Regions from separate parts of the Mus musculus genome. Here region 2 is linked to region 1. Evidence: chromatin contacts called from public HiChIP or PLAC-seq data. All regions are on one chromosome and are shown on one strand. Each heading gives the region's core, a stretch centred on a gene start, on an enhancer-like site or on the middle of the called end of the contact. The rest is flanking DNA. Distances are from core to core; before and after follow the strand shown. Region 1 holds the start of Trub1 (TruB pseudouridine (psi) synthase family member 1). Region 2 overlaps Atrnl1 (attractin like 1).

What was found. HiChIP or PLAC-seq counts read pairs in DNA pulled down with a chosen protein or histone mark.
Region 2: a contact with region 1 is called in an H3K27ac HiChIP or PLAC-seq map of embryonic stem cells, with 3 times the contacts expected there. The contact joins the enhancer-like site here to the promoter of Trub1 in region 1. A contact is called at or near these places in 7 of 39 promoter capture datasets (the C10 cell line, cranial neural crest, embryonic stem cells and 3 more), 1 of 484 Hi-C or Micro-C datasets (bone marrow-derived macrophages), 3 of 115 datasets of contacts at active chromatin or transcription factors (bone marrow-derived macrophages, embryonic stem cells and stem cell-derived neural progenitor cells) and 2 of 9 other capture datasets (adipose tissue and liver).

What each region holds. Positions count from the first base shown.
Region 1 is chr19:57,451,304-57,455,716 of GRCm38.p6, forward strand. Trub1 (TruB pseudouridine (psi) synthase family member 1) reads left to right here and starts at 1,603. Exons shown (of 8, transcript NM_028115.3): 1 at 1,603-1,893. The coding sequence starts at 1,644.
Region 2 is chr19:57,666,633-57,670,684 of GRCm38.p6, forward strand. All of the region lies in intron 9 of Atrnl1 (attractin like 1), which reads left to right. Among named protein-coding and RNA genes, the nearest start is that of Atrnl1, 58 kb to the left of the region's middle. Within about 2 kb of position 1,514, at least 14 of the 459 cell types and tissues checked have an H3K27ac peak or open chromatin away from gene starts, as enhancers often do. A contact at or near this core is called in embryonic stem cells, where this site is marked.

The DNA.
Region 1 (4,413 bases), core at 353-2,852:
GAGAGGAGAGGAGAGGAGAGGAGAGGAGAGAGATGAGGGAGAGGGGAAGAGGAGGAGGGGAGAGAGGGAGAGGGAGGGAGAGGGGGAGAGGAAGAGGAAGAGGGGAAGAGGAGGAGAGGGGGAGGGGAAGAGGGAGAGGAGGGAGAAAGACTAGGAGACTGGCTTGAGCATTTGAAACCCCTCCAAACCCACCCCAGTGACACACTTAGTCCAACAAGGCCATAGCTCCTAATCTTTGTCAAGTAGCACCACTCCCTTAATGAAAAAGCATTCAAATCTATGAGGCTGTGGGGACCATTCCTATCCAAATCACCACACAGTTAGAGAACAGAGAACATAGATTAGAGGGTAGCAGAAAAGAGATATGGTGGGGGTGGGGGAGAGGGAAGGAGAGATGGCAGACTGTCTTAGTCAGTCTGAAATATAATATTAAATAAAATGACCTGTGAGTTAAAGGCTTGTCCAATGTGTAAGATGTTGGCTACTTTAGGAAATTAGAGCTTGATTTTTCTAATGCCCAGAATACTCTATCTGTAATGATTCCTCTGACATACATTTGTTGCGTGAATGGTAGACGTGTAACTGGCATCCCCTGACTGGGATCATTAGGCAATGAGGCATCATTAGGGAAGAATGTTAGCCTGGCAGAGCACTATGAGAAAGAATGGCTGTAAGGCAATGTGGGGAAACAAAGAAGACAAAGTGGCTATCCCATAATAACCACACTTCCATTTAATGCATTTGGGGAAGAAGTAAAAGGATTTTTTTTTCCTCTCTTAGAGGGACAGCCTAATGCGAGGTCTGCAAAGAGTTTAAATATTAATTTAAACCATAGGCGTTTTTGTTGTTTTGGGTTTTACTTGTTTGTTTGTTGAGATAAGGTCTCAGTATGTTACCCTGGGTGGCCCGGAACTCACAGAAATCCACCTGCCTCTGACTTCTAAATGCTGGGATTAAAGGCATTCACTGTAGGGGGCTAGGGGGAATTTATGCTAGAGTGAGTTGGTAAATCCTGATCGGACACATTAGTCAAACAATGAATTTTGATTGTTGGTCCTTGATGTTTTGTCTCAGGAATGAGACAGTGGCCAAATAACTGAATGGACCTTGGGGCTAGCTTTAGGAATGTAACCTACAGTTTAGCAGGGGAGAAGGAAAAGGGGAAGAAGAGTAAAGCCTGTTGGTGCCATGTTTGCCATGCCTGTTAGAGAGCCCTTCATGCACCACCACGAATGGATCAACCATATATAGTTTTTGATTCCTATAAAGGAATAGAAACTCCAAAAGAACATTAACATTTTTTTTAGAACTGTCAAAAACTGCAGTCAAAAATTCAAAATTCATACACACACACACACACACACACACACATGCAGGTTATGGGGGGGCGGTACAGAAAGGAAGTGACTCTACCTCAAATACACAAATTAGGTGTTTGCGTTGGATAGTTTACAGCGGCAACTCCAATGTACCTCTTCACGACTAAGAGCATTTGGTAACAGAGATATTAAAGGTTCCAGCAGAACTCCGAGATGCCAGAGCAAGCCATTGGCCTATACCGAGCCTATGGACTACAATTCCCAGAAGGCCTTGCAACACATCGGTGTCATCTCTGCTCGCCTCTTGGCCCAGGCCGTGAAAGCATGGCAGCTGCAGAGGCAGAGGTGGTTTCACCTCTGATTGTGGACACAGCTCCTGACACTTCAGGAACAGCCGAGGCCTCTGTAGCAGCATCGGTGGCGGAAGCGGCCAGGACTGAATCGCAAGCCCCGGCCTCCAAGGCCGCCCTGGCTGCTAAGCTCATGTCGCTGAGCGGCGTGTTCGCCGTGCACAAGCCCAAAGGGCCCACTTCAGCCGAGCTGCTGAACCGGCTGAAGGAGAAGCTGCTGGCAGGTACTGCCGCCCGGGTAGGGACCAGGCTGAGGAGTTCTCCACCACACTGGGATTTTTATCTCTAGTCTTTCTTCTTTTACTTACTGACTTACTTTGTGCGTCTGTGGCTCAAGATAGAAAGAGTGACCACCGAATTAACTCTGGACGAAAACCCAGGGCATCTTAGGCTTGGACTTACCCAAGTGCACACTCTTTCAACAGTGGCCCTTTGAGCTTCTCACGGGAAGTACGTGTAGAGTTGGGGGACCAGTCTGCATATACAGGTTTTCACCCTGGTGGCTGCAGCCCAGTTTTCTGTAGTTTGATCCCTCCCAGGGTTTTTGTTTAACTCTTGCGAATGAGTACCACCAGAGGAAATGCAGGCTCTCTACCCCTAAGTTGCAAACTTAAAAGTTTATTTGAAAAGCACATAGGCTGAGTTAGCTAGGATTTAGAAAGGACACCACTTTCACCTTTTAGTGGGCACGGTGATTCGTCTTCTATACAAATGCAGGTTCCTGATCCCCACACTTGCAGACCCTGAAAGTCTGAAGATCTGGGATTATTTTGGAAATTGTGCTCTATTGCTTCAGATTGTGCTTTCTTTCTTCTTCTTTTTTTAATGTAGTATTTTTTGAGGAACATTAAAATAGAAGATGGCCATTTTTCTAACCATTCTTCCTCTTGATCATTTATAACAGGAGCATTAAAAAGCCAAAACCCTTTAGTTTTGTTTTGCGTGTGAATGTGTATGCAGTGTGAGTGTGTGTTTGTAGGTGAGAGGTGATGTTGGCCATCTTCAGACATGGCTTTCCATCTTGTGTATTGAGCCAGAGTACCTCACTTGAACCTAGATCCTGCCAATTAGGCAAGTCTGCCTACTCAGCTTGTTTTAGGGACAACTGGCTAGGAATCAGGGTAGCATTCAGTGTCACCCTCGTGTTTATAGGGGTGCTGGAGATCCAAGCTCTGGTCCTCACTATTGCTTGGCGAGCACTTTACCCTGTGAACAGTCCCCACGGAGCCTTTCTTTTACTGGATTCTCATGTTAAGCTGCATCTGTGGAATCCTATAGGGACATAGGATGAACAGTGGCCGCCTCTTCCCTTAAGTCGGCTTACAGTCTTGTGATCTCTGCAGTTCCAGATTCTCCAGAGCTTCAGCTTAGCTTGTCTTGTTACAGGTACAGAGAAACCTCTCACAGTGCTCAGTGTCACCTGGAAGACTTAATCTAGTTTTGTTTGTTTGTTTTGAGATAGGTTTGCCTTGAGCTCAACTCAGTGATCCTCCTGCCTGAGCTCCTGAATGTGAGACTTACAGATGGGCACCTCCATTCTGATTTAAATTTTCTCTTTTAGCCAGGAGCCAAACTATTCTGATAAAAACTTTGCTAATTTAAATGTTTATTGAACAGATACACACATTCTTCCGGATGCTAAACAATGGTGTTATACTTGCTCATTTGTGCTCATCGTTAAGTGTGGTGGCTAACTTTGATTGCCACCCCAATATCATCTAGAATTCCCAGTTTCAGTAAGGGATAGGGAACATCTATATTGGGTTGGCTTGTGGCCATGTCTGTGAGGGATTGTTTTAATTAAGCTCATTGAGAGAGGAAGACGCGGCCTGCTGTGGGTGGCACCCTCCCCTAGACAGGGCATTTGAACTGTGTGAGAACTGGAGCTGGACACAAGTGTGTGAGCCTTCGTTCTCATCTCATCCTGACTGTGGATGTGGTAGAGAGTAAGCTGGAATTCTGAGCTAAAATAGACTCTCGTGAGTTACCTTTTGAGGGTATTTTATTACAGCGTTAATGACACTAGCGCATCGGATTTTAGGGGACATTGAACTGAGGACTTGCATCAAAAGGAATCATTGTGATGGGGTATTTGTTTGTTTGTTGTTTTTTTCTTTCACAGATATGTTGCTTTCGTTTGTCCTGATTTGTTAGTAAACTGGCTTTTTGTACCAAAGATTACGGTTCTTAAAGAAGCTTTTCATAGCATCAAAACGCTGAAGTTTCTTGGTTGCACTTTGTTGGGACTGATTGCTTCAAGGCTGTCACTAGGCTGGTTTCTGCAGAGCACCCACTGATATGCTGAAGTCTTCCTCTCCTAACAGTGCCTGTGATTCCGTATTCATATTAGCTAAGCGAGCTTCCTAGCCCAGTGCCTGTGATTGGGTGATTCCGTATTCCCTATTAGCGAACTCAGACTTCCCCAGTGCCTGTGATTGGTCGATTCTGTATTCATATTAGCTAAGCGAGCTTCCCACTGGGGAAGTGTCTGTGATTGGTCAATTCCGTATTCATATTAGCTAAGCGAGTTTCCCCAGTGCCTGTGACTGGGTAATTCCGTATTCCCTATTAGCGAACTCAGGCTTCCCCAGTGCCTGTGATTGGTCGATTCTGTATTCATATTAGCTAAGCGAGCTTCCCCAATGCCTGTGATTGGTCGATTCCGTATTCATATTAGCTAAGCGAGTTTCCCCAGTGCCTGCGATTGGGTAATTCCGTATTCCCTATTAGCGAACTCAGGCTTC
Region 2 (4,052 bases), core at 264-2,763, 220 kb after region 1:
AGTATTTTAAAGAACTGATCTATGAAATTGATATATTACTCATTAAATCATTAATTATAACACTATTATTCTTACAATGCAATACCTTTTAAAAGTTAGATGTATTACAGAGTAATGGTCTCATTGTGGCTTTCCCTGTGCTCCGGCCCTGTTTACTGTCTCTCCCTCCATCACACTCTCCCCTCTCTTTCATGCACCTTTACTTTCACATAACTTTTAAATTTCACACGTGAGAGCATGTAACAGCTGTCTGTCTGACATTATGCTCAGTGCGGTGCCCAGCCCCAACTGATACATCACAACACAACCCGTACACCTAAGGCTCAGAGAACTGGGGCAGAAGGATTAACAGCCAGGGGACCAGGAGGTCTGCTGTGAGACCGTGACATCTGTACAGGTGAGGGAAGTTGTACCCATGAAATCTAGAAAGTATGAACAAGATCTGCGTGGTGACATCATTCCCGTTGATGTGCAGTGTGGATGAGAAACCTTTCAGGGGTTCACCCATAGATGAAGAACTAGACAGTTAAGCAGCTTAACTGAAAGCTAAGCTCCACCCACTTCCCTGCAAATGGCGTCGTGTGTTTGAGTGGACAAAGCTTTTCAGCGCACTATTTAGCCACTTCAATAGGCTGTACTGAAGCCCTCCCTGTTATTTTCACGTGCACTTCTGAGAACACACAGTGATCGCGGAACTTTTAGACATGTATTTGACACCTCTGTCTTTATTTACATATGGGGCAGTACACTTCTTTTGGGTTCCATTTCTTTGTATGATTTGGAAACCATTCTTTTGGGGTTTTTTTTTTTTGTTGCACTGTTTTTATGTGATGGTATTTTGTTACAAAATTTCTTATGACAGTTCTTGGCTTGCACTTTTATTCTTTGAGCATTATCTAAATTAACCAAGACCTCATCATTAGAATTATCTTTCATAAAACAAAAATAGAAATTAAGGCCTCAGCAGTTAGTTTTCACGGTTTGTGCTTTTTGGTACTTCTAAAGAATTCATCATCAACCTCACCTCCTGGATTTTCTCCCATGTTATCCTCTAGGTGTTTATCATATTCTGCCTGTGTGTTTATGTAGCAGTAAATTGTTAATCTGCTCTGGACTCCCGCCTGCAGCTGCGCTTCTCGCTGCTGCCCAATGCTCTGGAGTCCCCGAATGAAACACACACACACACACACACACACACACACACACACACACACACACCGGCTTATTTTTAATATACCCTAAGCAGCGCAATGGCTGGGACACTTCCTATCTCCATGTGACTAACACACACTCCCTTCCGATATTCCTGAGTTATCACTTTCTAAAATCTATATTTTATCTTTGCTGCCCCGGACCTTGCTGGGGAGCCCTCCTGGGGCTGTTTTCCCCTTCACCTACCTGTCGGTGGGCGCTCCCTCCTGCACCTTTTCCTGTGTGGTCCATCTCCTATGTCATCCTCGTGGCGGAATCTCCTCTTCCTCCTTCTCTATCCTTTCCCAGGAATCCTAAAATCCCGCCTCCGACTCCCTACCCAGCCATTGGCTGCCAGTAACTTGATTCACCAATGAGAGCCAACTGGGGGCAGGGACCCCCAGCATCTGAACCCGCAGATTCTCGTGTGATTTTGGGAGCCGAATGAACACAAACAGCATTAGAACCAACCCCCAACATGTTTACTATTTATTCTACATTAATTTTTTTCATCAGTGTAACGAATATTTATGTGGTATGCATACGTGCCTGCATGCGTGTTCATGTGTGTGTGGGTGCACACGTGTGTATGTATACGTGCGTGTGTTTATGGCTGCAATGTGGAGGTCTGAGGTTGACTTACTTCATGAGTTGTAACCCTCTTTTGTGCACCACAGAATATTTCGAAACACGATCTGTTGCTGAACCTGGAGCTCGCCGTTTTGACCATTTTAGCTAGCTTATTCTAGAATGCCCTGTCTCTGCCTCTGCATCACAGTGACGGGTGGGCTCTCCCACAGGCTTTTATATGGGTTCTGGAGTCTGAAGTCTCGTCTCCACATTGGCAGGGCGCGCTCTTTACTGTGAATGTATTTTACAGCGAGTCTTCAGTATGGGTCTAAATTCTTTCTCTATTGTTTACGACTTTTAGTTATTGCAGTGGTGTTTCTTGGGTATGCTATCTTATCGTCATGGAGCAAGTTTTGCTTCTTGTTAAATGTCAGTTGGGTATACTTGGGTTGGTCTGTCTCCGGGCTCTCTAGTCCACTCTCTTACTTACTTGTCCTTGTTTCAGTAACAGACTGCTTCGGCTACTGTAGATCATAGTAAACGCAGAGGACGGGAGCAGTCAGTCCTTTAACTTGATTCAGTATTTTTCTTAAATATTAATTTTACATTCTTAAGTATTTATTTTGTTAAAGTTAGAGTGCCTGGATCTGTGCCTGTGCACAACATTTGCACACGTGTCCACGGAGGCCAGAAGAGGCATCCGATACCCTGGAACTGGAGTTATAAACAGTGTGAGCCACCATATGGATACTGGGACCTAAGCCTGGATCTTCTGCAAGGCACTAAGTGTTCTTAACGGCTAAGAGGTCTCTTCAGCCCTGACTTTGTCTAACTTAAGCCTTTACCTACCCATGTAAATCTTACTCTCCATAATTTACTGGGATTTTGATTGACAATAACTTGTATCGCCAGATCAGCGTAAGAGCTGACAGTTGATTGTATTAATCTTTACATTCGTGTGCATGTAGTATCTCTCCATTCATTTAGAGACTTTTGTTTTTATTTATTTATTTGTTTACATTTATTTGTTTTGAGATAGGGTTTAAATATGCTACCTGGAGTTTGCTATGTAGATCAGGTTGGCCTCAAACTCAAGAGATTCACGTTCCTCTGCCCCTCCCCCCCCAAGTGCTTGATCTTTTCTAAACTCAGAATTTTATAGTCTTTTTCATAAATCTTACATAGAATATTATATGAAGTATACATTTTATTTTTATACTGATACATATGTGTATTTATATATTACTATATAAAATATCTTACTATGTATATACATATAGTAACTATACATACACACACACACACACACACACACACACACACACACACTCAGTTCCCTGGGGAGAGCTTTAGAGACCTCTGTTTGTCTGCCTTTCTCCCTCCTGGAGAGCTTGTATTGTAGGTGCATGGGCTCAGTGACCTGATTCCCCTTGGTGTGGTACCGTTGCTTTATACATAGAGTACTTGTGGTAGGAGGCTGGTATCTTTTAAGCTTGACTCTCTGATATAGAACTTATGCCTTATTAAGGCAGGATCAACATTCTTTGGCTCCACTTTAACCTCATAAGCGAGGTTGATAACTCCCACCTCTGCTGAGGGCTGAGTATGGAAAATCACCCAGACTTCTCTGAGTTTTTCGTGGAATAGAACTTAGGTAAGAATGGGAGCGTGAGATTTGTGGTGGCCTGATACTCTCAGCAACATATGGTTGACCTGAAGTAGGAACCAAGAGATGAAGCACTTTGTTTCCCCGGCTCCACCCCTTGGAGTTGGAGATCTGTCCTTCCTTCCGTACTGGTGTCCTACAGTGGTGAGGAGACACTGGGAAGACATAGTAACACGCCTGATTTAATACACTATTGTTGCTTGTTTCCTTTTCTCCTTACCCTGGAAGAGGGGCCTCAACTGTGACCTTGTGCAAGCAAGGCAGGTACCCTGTGGCTGAGCTTTCTGTTCTTAGCCACACCCCTGTTCTGCTGTCTTAGACTCCTAAGTCTCTGGCATCACAGGCCTATGCCACCTGGTCAGAATCAGTGTTGACATTCCTAACCCAAGCTTAGCAGACATTCTTGAGTAAGTGTATAATGTTGCTCTTCGTAGAGTTTTATGAGATCACAGATTTTCTGAGACCTTAAAACTATTTTGTATTAATTAAGGTTCTTTTCCTGGAGAGACTGTGGAACCCTTAGATGATATTTTTAAAAACATGATTTTAGAGACTAGATACAAACTAACAATTTTATAAATGTTTACTGTGTTTATGTTTTTAATCATAATTGCCACAAAGTATT